Linked DNA regions of Gossypium hirsutum: region 1 is linked to region 2. The links are chromatin contacts, called in public Hi-C maps. All regions are on one chromosome and are shown on one strand. The core of a region is the stretch at or near the end of the contact, and the rest is flanking DNA. Distances in the headings are between cores, read along the strand shown.

Region 1 (5,087 bases), core at 1,926-4,425, 190 kb before region 2:
TATGCTCTTGTTTAACCTTTGATGTTGTGTATACATTATGGTTATTCCGACATTATGGATGTGAGCGGTCTAGAAATTCCAAGGAAGTGATCCAAGTTAGGCTTAATGGTTGAGTGGGTGATATTATTGCTATTCTTTTGAACTGTGGGAATAATGCAATGTGGTAGAGTGTTGGTTGATTATTGTCGTGATGTTTTAAATGATTGCTTGATTTTATTATTCATTAAATTAATGAACGTTTGATGTTAGTCCATTAGTTTACTTAGCATAAATTATTGATGACGCATTGAACTGCAAATATGGATGTTTTGATGATGAATATTGAGGTTTTATAAACTTGTTGAAGTGGTATATGTTCGATTGAGTTAGATGCCTTGTTTTGGTGTTATTCTTGCTGCTTTGTGCATGGGTATTGATAATCGAGTATTTAGTATCGATACTCCCATGAGATTTTGAATGTGCAGGAAGTCAATAACTCAATTTGGTATCGATACCATTTTTCAAGTATCGATACTCGGGGGTAATAATACTGATACATTTTGGATTTGTATCGATAATTGCTGAGCTTTAATTTTTGTAGGAAAACAAAATGCTAATTTGGTACCGATACCATTGAATGAGTATCGATACTTACGTGATCTTGTGGATTTTTTTTAAAGTGGTCTTAAAGCATACTTTTATTTTGTTATAAGCTCGTTTAATGTATGTTTAGCATCTTGACTTGGAATATTTAGGGTACAGTAAAGGCTGCACTAGTGGAATCCGTAGAGAAGTGCACTTCTTCTATTTGATATTGATTGTACAAGTAGAATCCATATGGAACTTTTCTCCTTCTATTTGACATTGGTTAGAATATGTTTTTTAACCTATAAATAGAAGTAGTTGAAACTCCTCTTATATCATTTGAATTTCAATATTAGTGAATTTTTTTCTTCTCTGCCCATGATTTTTTCCCGAAAGGGTTTTCACGTAAAATCTATGTGTTCTTATTTTTTGTGGTGAGAATCATATCAATTATGGAAGGTCCAAAAAGGAGAAAGATGTTTGGAATAATAAAATAAATGAAATAAAACATTAAATAGAAGTAGTAAACAAATAGACATACTTTTATATTAGCTCATCATCAATTAATATAATATTTCATCTCTCTTTGGTGTTGTTTTTGTTCGAATATGATTTCCTATTGTCTCTTCGAAGAACCATTGCTTTAATACTCCATCTTTTTTTTAGATAATCTTAAATTATTAATGCTAACAAATTTGGGTTTTTTTTCTAACAATTATTTTAAATGCATATGATTAAATATACCTAACTATTGAATTTTATTTAGGCTTAAGGGTACTTGAACTTTTTCAAAAAAAAAAAAGTTAAGCCCTTGCTTTTTTTTTTACTCATTTAGGTATTTGAACTTTCAAAATGCATCAAAAGACCCTCAAATCTTTTAAAGAAAAGCAATTAAGCCCTACTTTTTTTTTTGCACTCAATTGCGTACTTAAATTTTCAAAATGCATCAAAAAGACCCTCAAACTTAAAAAAAAATAATTAAACCCCTGCTTTTATTTAAAAATAGAAAAAAATTATAAAAAATTAAATAAAAACTATAAATTTTATTTGAAAAATTCAAATATTAAAAAATTATTAACAATTAGAAAAAAATATAAAAATTGTAAAAAAAAATAAAATATTGTAAAATTTTATAAAAAAAGTAATACTTATAAAATTTTATAAAGTCGTAAGAAAATTATACAAAATGTAAAGAAATATGAATTTTGTAATTTGTTTTATGAAAATTATCCTACCAAAAGAAACATTTTATAATTTTTCTATAACTTTTATTTTGTTTTTATTTTTTATCATTTTTCGTCACATATCACGCTTTGTTCCAACAAGTGATGACTTTAATTGAAAACAAAACTAATGGTCGTTAATTTTTTATGATTTTTATAAAATTTTACATTTTTTTACTATTTTTATAAAAAATATAATTTTTAATAAATTCTTTAATTTTTATTAAAATTTAATAAATTTTTTAAAATTTATTATTTTTTATATTATTTTTTCTAATTTTTAATAAGAGCGGGAGATTAATTGCTTTTCTGAAAAACTTTGAAGGTCTTTTTTATGCATTTTAAAAGTTCAAGTACCCAATTGAGTAGGAAAAACAATAGGGGCTTAATTGCTTTTTTTGAAGAAGTTTGATTGCCTTTTTGATGCATTTTGAAAGCTCAAGTGCTGAATTGAGTGCAAAAGAAAAAAAGAAGGGCTAATTACTTTGTTTTAAAAAGTTTGAGGACTTTTTACACTATTAGACCTTTTATTTATAACTTTAATATTTTTTTATATCATACTTAAAATTCTATTCAAATTAAGTCTTAATTTTACACCATTTTAAAAAAAATTACCTTAACTATTGTTTAAATTATTGTTAACATGATTATTATTATTAATAAAAAAATATGGCGTATTATCGGTTAGAATTAAAGTCGTGTAATAATATAATACCTAATAATTTGTTTAAAAGTTGTGATAATAAAAAATTATGATATGAAATATCCTTTTTTTTTGAATTAATTTTAAATAAACTCAAGTTCTACTTCTGCTAAATTATTGTTTAAATAAATATACATGTAATCAGCCCACAAATTCAACTAAGGACGTTTTGTATTTGTTGAAAAGTATAGATTAACATGATTATTATTATTACAAAAATATAGCCTGATTATTATTAATAAAAATATGAATTAACAAAAAGTATATATTTTGTGAATTATTTAATTCTTAATATTTAAATGTTCATTTAATAATACCATAAAAAATAAAGATACTTTCATTTATTCAAAAAGAATTCAAATTTATGTTCTTATATTGAGTTAGTATTTGATACACTAATAATATATATATTACAAATATAATTAAGAGGTTGACAAGTATTTTATAAAATTATAAAAAAAATATTTAATCCAACAAATTCAATATAAGCTCGGATATTATACCACATTTGAACTTAATATTTAATGGGATATTTTACTATAATTTAAATTACTCGGTCTTATACGCAAATTATTACGTCAACAATATCTAGAAATGAGTAAAATAATATGGCAGATCTCAACGACTTCCCTGGTGGGGTCATGTATAATTTTCCAGAGTCCCAATCAATCTGTCTGATACATTGGTCAAATGAAGCGTAAAATATTTGATTATATCAACTTGACACCTGCATTATTTAATGCATGCAATCACATTTTAAAAAGTGATATTTGAAAGGTGAATGACGTTTTAGTGGTAGAATTTAAACAAAGTTTTATTGCGTAAATGATATGTGTGGGCTCTAACCAAAATAATTTTCTCTTCAGGTTCCATAATTATGAATAGCAATTTTTATTTTTATTTTATTTATTTTTTGTTGATAGACCAATCTCCTAATGTTGAAAAGGAAAATCTCCATTGTACCCTTACAAGTTATAACACTGTAAATTTTACTTATATTTTTCCTATAATATAGTAGCTCTCTTCGGTATCTTTTCTAAAAAAATTCTCACAATTTCTTGGTTAATTAAGAGTGTTGATATTCATATCTATATTGTGAAATTGAATTGTAAGATTGTTCGTCAATAATGTGTATCTTAATGATCTACAGTTGTTAGTAATATGTGAATTTTTTTTTGCGTGAACAAAATTAAAATTCCTCAATTTTGATCCGTAATGAATCAATCTTCTTCTTTTTTTTTTTATGAGGTGATTCTTATTATTTATACTACTCAATTCTCAATAAAACTATCACAAAAACCTTTTATATCCATTTTAGTTTCTCTTTAAAAAATGAGTATATTAATTTATAGTAAAGAAAGTTTTATGTTTTAACCCTCAACCTTTACACATTTATTTAATTTGATCCATACCTTATTTATTGGAAGTAAATTAGATTTTTTTAAACTAATAAGGGTAAAGGGTCAAAAAGGCCTTAGTAACAATTTGAAAACAATCAATTAAGCCCCTTCAAATTCTTTTTTTAAGAAATCATAAAAATTATAAACAATTTTTTTAAAAAAGTTATAAAAAAATTTAAAATTGTTATTAAAAAATAACAATATCAACCCATTAAAATCAAATGGTTATACGGTTTTAAAATCAAATCATAACATCATCAATTCAGGAAAATTCTGAGTAGTGTTAGTTCTCAGGGTAGCGTTAAGGACAACCTAAAATGATTTGTAAATGTTAGGCGTACATACTAAAACATTGCATGAAAGGGGTTATTTCGAACAACATAAATATGCAATGAAAATCACCTATATAATTGCTATATTGTAATGTGTATAGGCTTGATTGGACAAAATAATTACAACATATTAAATACTTTTATAAATGCTAAAAATCTAACATGAATAGGTTGATTCAGATAGCATAAATTGGACTTAGTAAGCATACGATTCAATCATACAACTTCACTTTCAACTTGTCCAAATCGAACAATAGTTAACATGGTGCAAATTCTGAAATTCAACGTGAAAACTTCACATTCCAATCGTCCCTAAACAAATAGCACATACAGTGCTAGGATCGAAAAAATTAATAATGTAAGTTTGCATGTTCAGGGGTTGTTTCAAAAAGCATACATAATGCAACCAACTTAGGAGATTCAAAAAAGCATTGATTTACCATCAATCCTTCCAATGACAGTCGACATTCAATCAAGCTCAAAATCAAACCTTACCTAACTTAAAACATTGTATAAACAAGAAGATTTATGAACATATTCAGCTACTAAAACTACAGAAATCTCTATAACAATTTAACAAGTATAAATAAAAACTCAGGAGAACTTAGCGACATCATAAACTTACATTCATTTAAACATCATCAACCGACATTTAGACAACTTGTTCCCATCATTAACATCATTTAACAAATAATTGAGCAACAACAAACATCATTTTCGAACAACATTATGATGCACAAATGAATTGTACTAAATACTAATTGAACAATTTCATCATGTACAAACCGAGCTACATCCATTTGAACAGCATTTTATTGCACTCAAAGGGCCGAATTAACCATGCACTAACCAAAAATATCAAACA
Region 2 (5,210 bases), core at 695-3,194:
TTAGCTGGGTGTGTGGGTATATCTGTTTCTGTTTGACTGCTTTTTCGACGTGTTCATTGTTTTTGTGAGGTTGTAAGCATACACACACACTTGCATAAAGTAATTTTAGGGTTGGTTGTGAAGAGAAGGAAGACTGATTCTGGTCTGATCTGGCAGTTTTACTGCAACTTATTCGTACAACGGTTTACCACACTGTACCGTATGTACGTCAGCTTTGTTGCGTACTATTATCTGATTTGGCAGTTTAAGCTGCAACATGTCTTTACAGTGGGTTATCGCATTGCACTGTACTACATATATGCCAGTCTTGCTGCATATTATTATTTGAGTGGCTTAGTCCATATACAAGGTCCTATATGGTGTATTTGGTTGGATGAGCTTAAACAGCTCTTTTGGGGTGTGATCGGGGATGGAGAGGTGTTTTGGTTGCATTCATATGCATCTGGATGTGAGCTACTTGTTTATAATCTACCTGTTCGTTTTAACATTTATGACCGATTTTGTGTGCATGGAGGTGTTAGCGTAGTGACATTTTGGATTGTGATGATTAGTATTTTTGTATCGACCCGTTAACGGGTTTATCTGTTGAGTATTCTGTGTGTAATTTGGATGCTTTGACTGTTACGTTTGTTTGGGACATTGGTTTCGAGTTTGCTTTCTGTTTTTGTGTATCTTTGTAAGTACTTTTCGTTATCGAACTACTATTTAGTTTCTGATCTGTAATTTCGTTGTTAGATACGTTTTGAACTCACACTGAGCTCGTGTAGCTCAACCCCTTAGTGTTTCCCCTTCCAGGTACATTTCTGTTTTCTAATGTTAGACTCAGCATGCCGGAGGTCTTAGAAGGATATGTTTTAAAATGAGCCATTTGGTTCCTTCCCCAATTTTTAAGTCTTGTTAGATTGTTTTGGTTTGTATTAATTTTAAGAACTGCGAAAAAAGGGTTTTATGCGGATTTCTGCATAATGCTATTTTAGATTGAATTTGTTTTTTTTAACTACGGAATTAAGTTTCCGAACGCTTTAATGCATCTTGAGAATTTTTTATTTAAAATGATTAAACGTTTGTGAAATTATTTTCGATCACTTCGATGATCAATGTAACCTCTAAGATTCGGTCCAAACTTCTAGGCTAGGTTATAAGGTGTTACACCCACGACTGCAGCAGGAGTAGGCAACCACCGATTGACATCTTATCCGGTTTCGTCACCTGACACAAATCTTGGTACAACGTGGCCAACACGATTGATCCCTAACTCAGTCGTGTGTATTCTTTGAAGTCAGCTAGGTTTAGTAGCCACCAGCGTACCAAAATTTAAGATTTATCATGCATTAAAATGCCCCCAATTAACCTCAGATGAATGCTCGGGCACATTGTTCTTTGATGACGTTGATCGCGTTCGGAGGAAGCTCTTTGAAATTGGTTTCCAACCACTTCATCTATATTCGACCACCTTGAAACTTGTTCAGGATCTTTCCCAAAAATGCCTCACAAAGGTTCTCTTTATCGGGAATGATCGTTGACCCCGTGATGATTGACCTATCCACCGATAAATCGAGTTGCAAAGCCATGGTATTTGTAGAACATCTTTCCAAGCTAAAATTGAGAGAGTTGGATTTGAGAGAAAAAAAATTAAAATTGCATGGTATTTGTAGAAAAAAATTACCGTTGGAGCCCTTTAAATCTTTTTACCGTTGCAAGCCAACGTTCAAAAAGCCGCTGGAATTAATTGTTGACGGATGAGCTTTTTGTATAACTGATAGGAAAACGCGTTTAACTGATCACGTTTTCCATTTCTCTTCTAAAGAACGACCTGTTTCCCTAAATTAGAAAAATTACCTAAAAAAACTAAATAAAAAATTGACATATATGACTAATTTAATGGAAAAATCTTGAAAGAAACTTTATTTATAAAAATAAAACAAATTGAATATTATTGTTGTAGAAAGAAAGAGGAGGAGAATATGGCGGTTGCGAACGAATAGGTGGCTTGGTGGGCAAGGAGCGATGAACGCGTAAATATACCCAAATGCTAACTCTATACGGAAATAACAACTTCCTTATATATATATACAGTGCAACCCTACGGCAAGAGAGAGAAAGAAACCCTTTTCCTGCCTCCCCTCTATAAGGCTCATATACCACCTCAACCTGAATTACCCTAATCATTTTCCTTGTTTTGTTCCTCTATTAAATACCCCCAAACGCTTCCCACACCTTCTACCTACAACCACTAAAATTCCTCTCCTTTTTTCGTCGAAATCTGCGTCCCAGAACTTCTTTTTTTTCTGGCTCTTTTTCCCTTTTTGTTGGAATCAAACCATTGATCTTTTGGTATTTTTGTGAATGGTGGAAACAATTTGGAGCTGTAGTATATTGATGCTCTCCCTTTGCAAATCGAGGGCGAGCACTCTCCTTCCTCTTTCCGCTGCTTCTGCTTTCGCATTCGGTTCTTGCAAAGAAGGCTGGTACTACCGCTGCCTTGGCCTTGACCCATAAACAACCCCACCTCAATACCTCTATTCCTTTCCACCAATAACCCAGATTTGGTTTTTTTTTTGTTATACGCCCCACAAAATAACAAAACAAACCCTTGTTTCTCTTTTCTCGGTTGTTGGTGAATTATTCATTCGCCTGTTTTTGGTTTTGATTCTTTTTCATTTTGAATTTTGAACAAAATTTTTTTGAAAGAATGTTGCTTTACAAGCAGAAGAAGAGCCAGGGTCCCAAGGGCAACAGGCTCTTGATTAGCGTCACTGTTCTCGGAAGTGCTGGGCCGATCCGTTTTGTTGTTAACGAGGAAGAGCTCGTTGCTGCCGTCATTGATACTGCTTTGAAATCCTACGCTCGTGAGGGTCGGCTTCCTGTTCTCGGATCCAATCTTAATGATTTCCTCCTTTATTGCCCCAGTGCTGGATCAGATGGTATGTCGGTTTTCATTTCAATCTTTAAAGATTAAAAATTTCCAGGATTTGCTTATTTGATGTTAAATGGTGTTTTATTTGGGAAAATTAGTAGTATTCATGATTTTGGGTGTTTGGTATGTTTTTTCATTGCAGCACTAAGTCCATGGGAGACAATTGGATCACAAGGGGCAAGGAATTTCATGCTGTGCAAGAAGCAAAGGACTGAGAAAGTGAAAGACGACGGGAAGGCAGCTGAATCAATTAATAGGAAGGCAAGTGGGAATTGGAAGGCATGGTTTAATAAATCCCTCAATCTCAAGATTTCCTCCCATTAATTAAATAATTCCCAACCCTTTATGATCCTATATTTCTTGGGTTAGCTTTATTTATAAATAAAGCATTGAAAGTTAGTCTATTATCATTAATGGCCATGGTAGAGTGTTGCTTATGTTTTTCACCTTATTTCTCATTTAGGTGAGAAAAGACCTGCAGGAATAAATTGGAACTTGTTTTTCAGTATTTTGCCTTATGCGATAAGAATGAAGAGAACATTCATGGTGTGCTTGATTTTCCATTTCTGTCTTTGAAAGTGTTGCGTTCTATTGTTGAATGGCTTTTGATGGATGATTCTATTAATCTCATACTCTACGTAAGGTTTGGCTTACACCCAGTGTTCAAAAAGTTGTTCTGAATTGTCCATAAACATGTATTTTCAGTAGCTTATATCCATTGCTTGAAATGTTCTTCTGACTTGCCCTTAATATTGCAAGTTGCTTTCAAGGATTTTGATTTGGGAATTGGATATGGCTAGAAATATATAGGACATGATGGATGGACTGAATCATTCAGACTATGACCAATTTAAGAATTCTATTCAACATTATCGCCTGATGGATGCTTATTCTTAGGAATTGGTTCTTTTTATTGAACTTAAGACCCAAAATCAAACCACTTAATTAAAAGTGTATTATTGAGGAGCTGGTTGTGTGGCACTTTCTGAAGGGTCTTTTGAATAATTAGATGTTCGGTGAGGCGAAATAAGCGGCTAATGTTCTGTTATAATTATCGACTTTAAAGGAGTAGGTCTTTGTCGTTGCACAACCTTTTTTCTCCTCTTTCAAACTTAAAAAGGCTGCTTTGGGTGGGAGCACAAATGGGCTCAAAATCTTGTCAATATGTAAGAAATATGGACTAGGGTCTACTTTCTTTTGTTCAATACATGTTTGGTCACACGTTATTAGTTGAAATATGCAACTTGGTTTTGTATATGTGCAAGGTAACCTCATGGTTTTTGGCAGATTTTTCCCCTAATTATTTTATTTATGCATTAATAATCGCGTTAAATCACTATTTAAGTTTGAACTTTGCCATTGTTATCACAGCTTTTAAGTGCTAATTTGGATTAAAAAAATTCAATATGGAAATAATTGTTAAATTCAATATTCAAGTGAGAAGTTTTCATGAGCTGGGATTAGAAAACGGGGTCCATGCTAGCATTGAACACTAGTTGTAAGGTGGCACGTTTTATATTTAGCATTTGGACAAGTTGCCAAAAAAGAAGAGAGATGATAATTGTCCCTATCGCACACTGTTGGGGTTATCATATAGCTACGGCCAGCGGGGTCTCCCTTTCCATCTTCTTTCCTTTTCAGTACTGTCGTTTTCAAGAAAAGCAAATGGAGCGTGGCCGCTCAGTTGCCTTCAATGTGCATCTATGCATTAATATCTTCTAATAACGTGGAGCCTACACAAAAATGTTTGGAGAATCAAATGGAATGGAACTTTTCAGAAGTTATGTTGACCATCCATCTTCAATATCAAATGAAGTCCAGTCCAGCATGGCAAGCTTTCTTTTAAGCAAGTCCATTTAAAGCTTAATAGTGGGACTTACTCGAATATAATAAAAAAGATTTCGTTGGTGTAAGCCCACTTGTGAAAACCGACCACTACAGGCCGCTGTTTCGGCCTAAAGCCCTCGCCTTCTTGCAAACCAAAATAAAAGAAATGTTAATTTGAAACAATCCAACCGATATTTAGCATAAAAACATTAGTCAAATATGTGCTATCACTACAACATTGTATTTGAATGTTACTTACAAATGTGCTCATTCTAAATATATTTTTTATTTTAATTTTATTACTCATTCTTATCCTTCAAAAACAAGGATTAGCCCTTATCGGTTTTTGGAGAGCCCACTAAGGTTGTGGGATTTTAAGTGTTTATATTGGAGTCTATCATGTTTAATTTAAACTTGAGTTTTCGTTCATAATTTTTAATTTTATTAAAATTGAACTTTATAAAAG

Evidence for each region. A called contact is a pair of places that touch in the nucleus more often than the background predicts.
Region 1: a Hi-C map of leaf shows a contact between it and region 2, with 4 times the contacts expected there. The contact joins the enhancer-like site here to the promoter of LOC121213668 in region 2. A contact is called at or near these places in 4 of 34 Hi-C or Micro-C datasets (callus, fibers and leaf).

What each region holds. Positions count from the first base shown.
Region 1 is chrD01:46,798,764-46,803,850 of Gossypium_hirsutum_v2.1, reverse strand. No RefSeq gene overlaps it. Among protein-coding and RNA genes, the nearest start is that of LOC121213670, 7.4 kb to the left of the region's middle. Within about 2 kb of position 3,175, at least 3 of the 9 cell types and tissues checked have an H3K27ac peak or open chromatin away from gene starts, as enhancers often do. A contact at or near this core is called in leaf, where this site is marked.
Region 2 is chrD01:46,610,855-46,616,064 of Gossypium_hirsutum_v2.1, reverse strand. It overlaps LOC121213668, which reads left to right and starts at 1,944. Exons shown (of 2, transcript XM_041086550.1): 1 at 1,944-2,924; 2 at 3,060-3,422. The coding sequence starts at 2,693. The coding sequence ends at 3,241.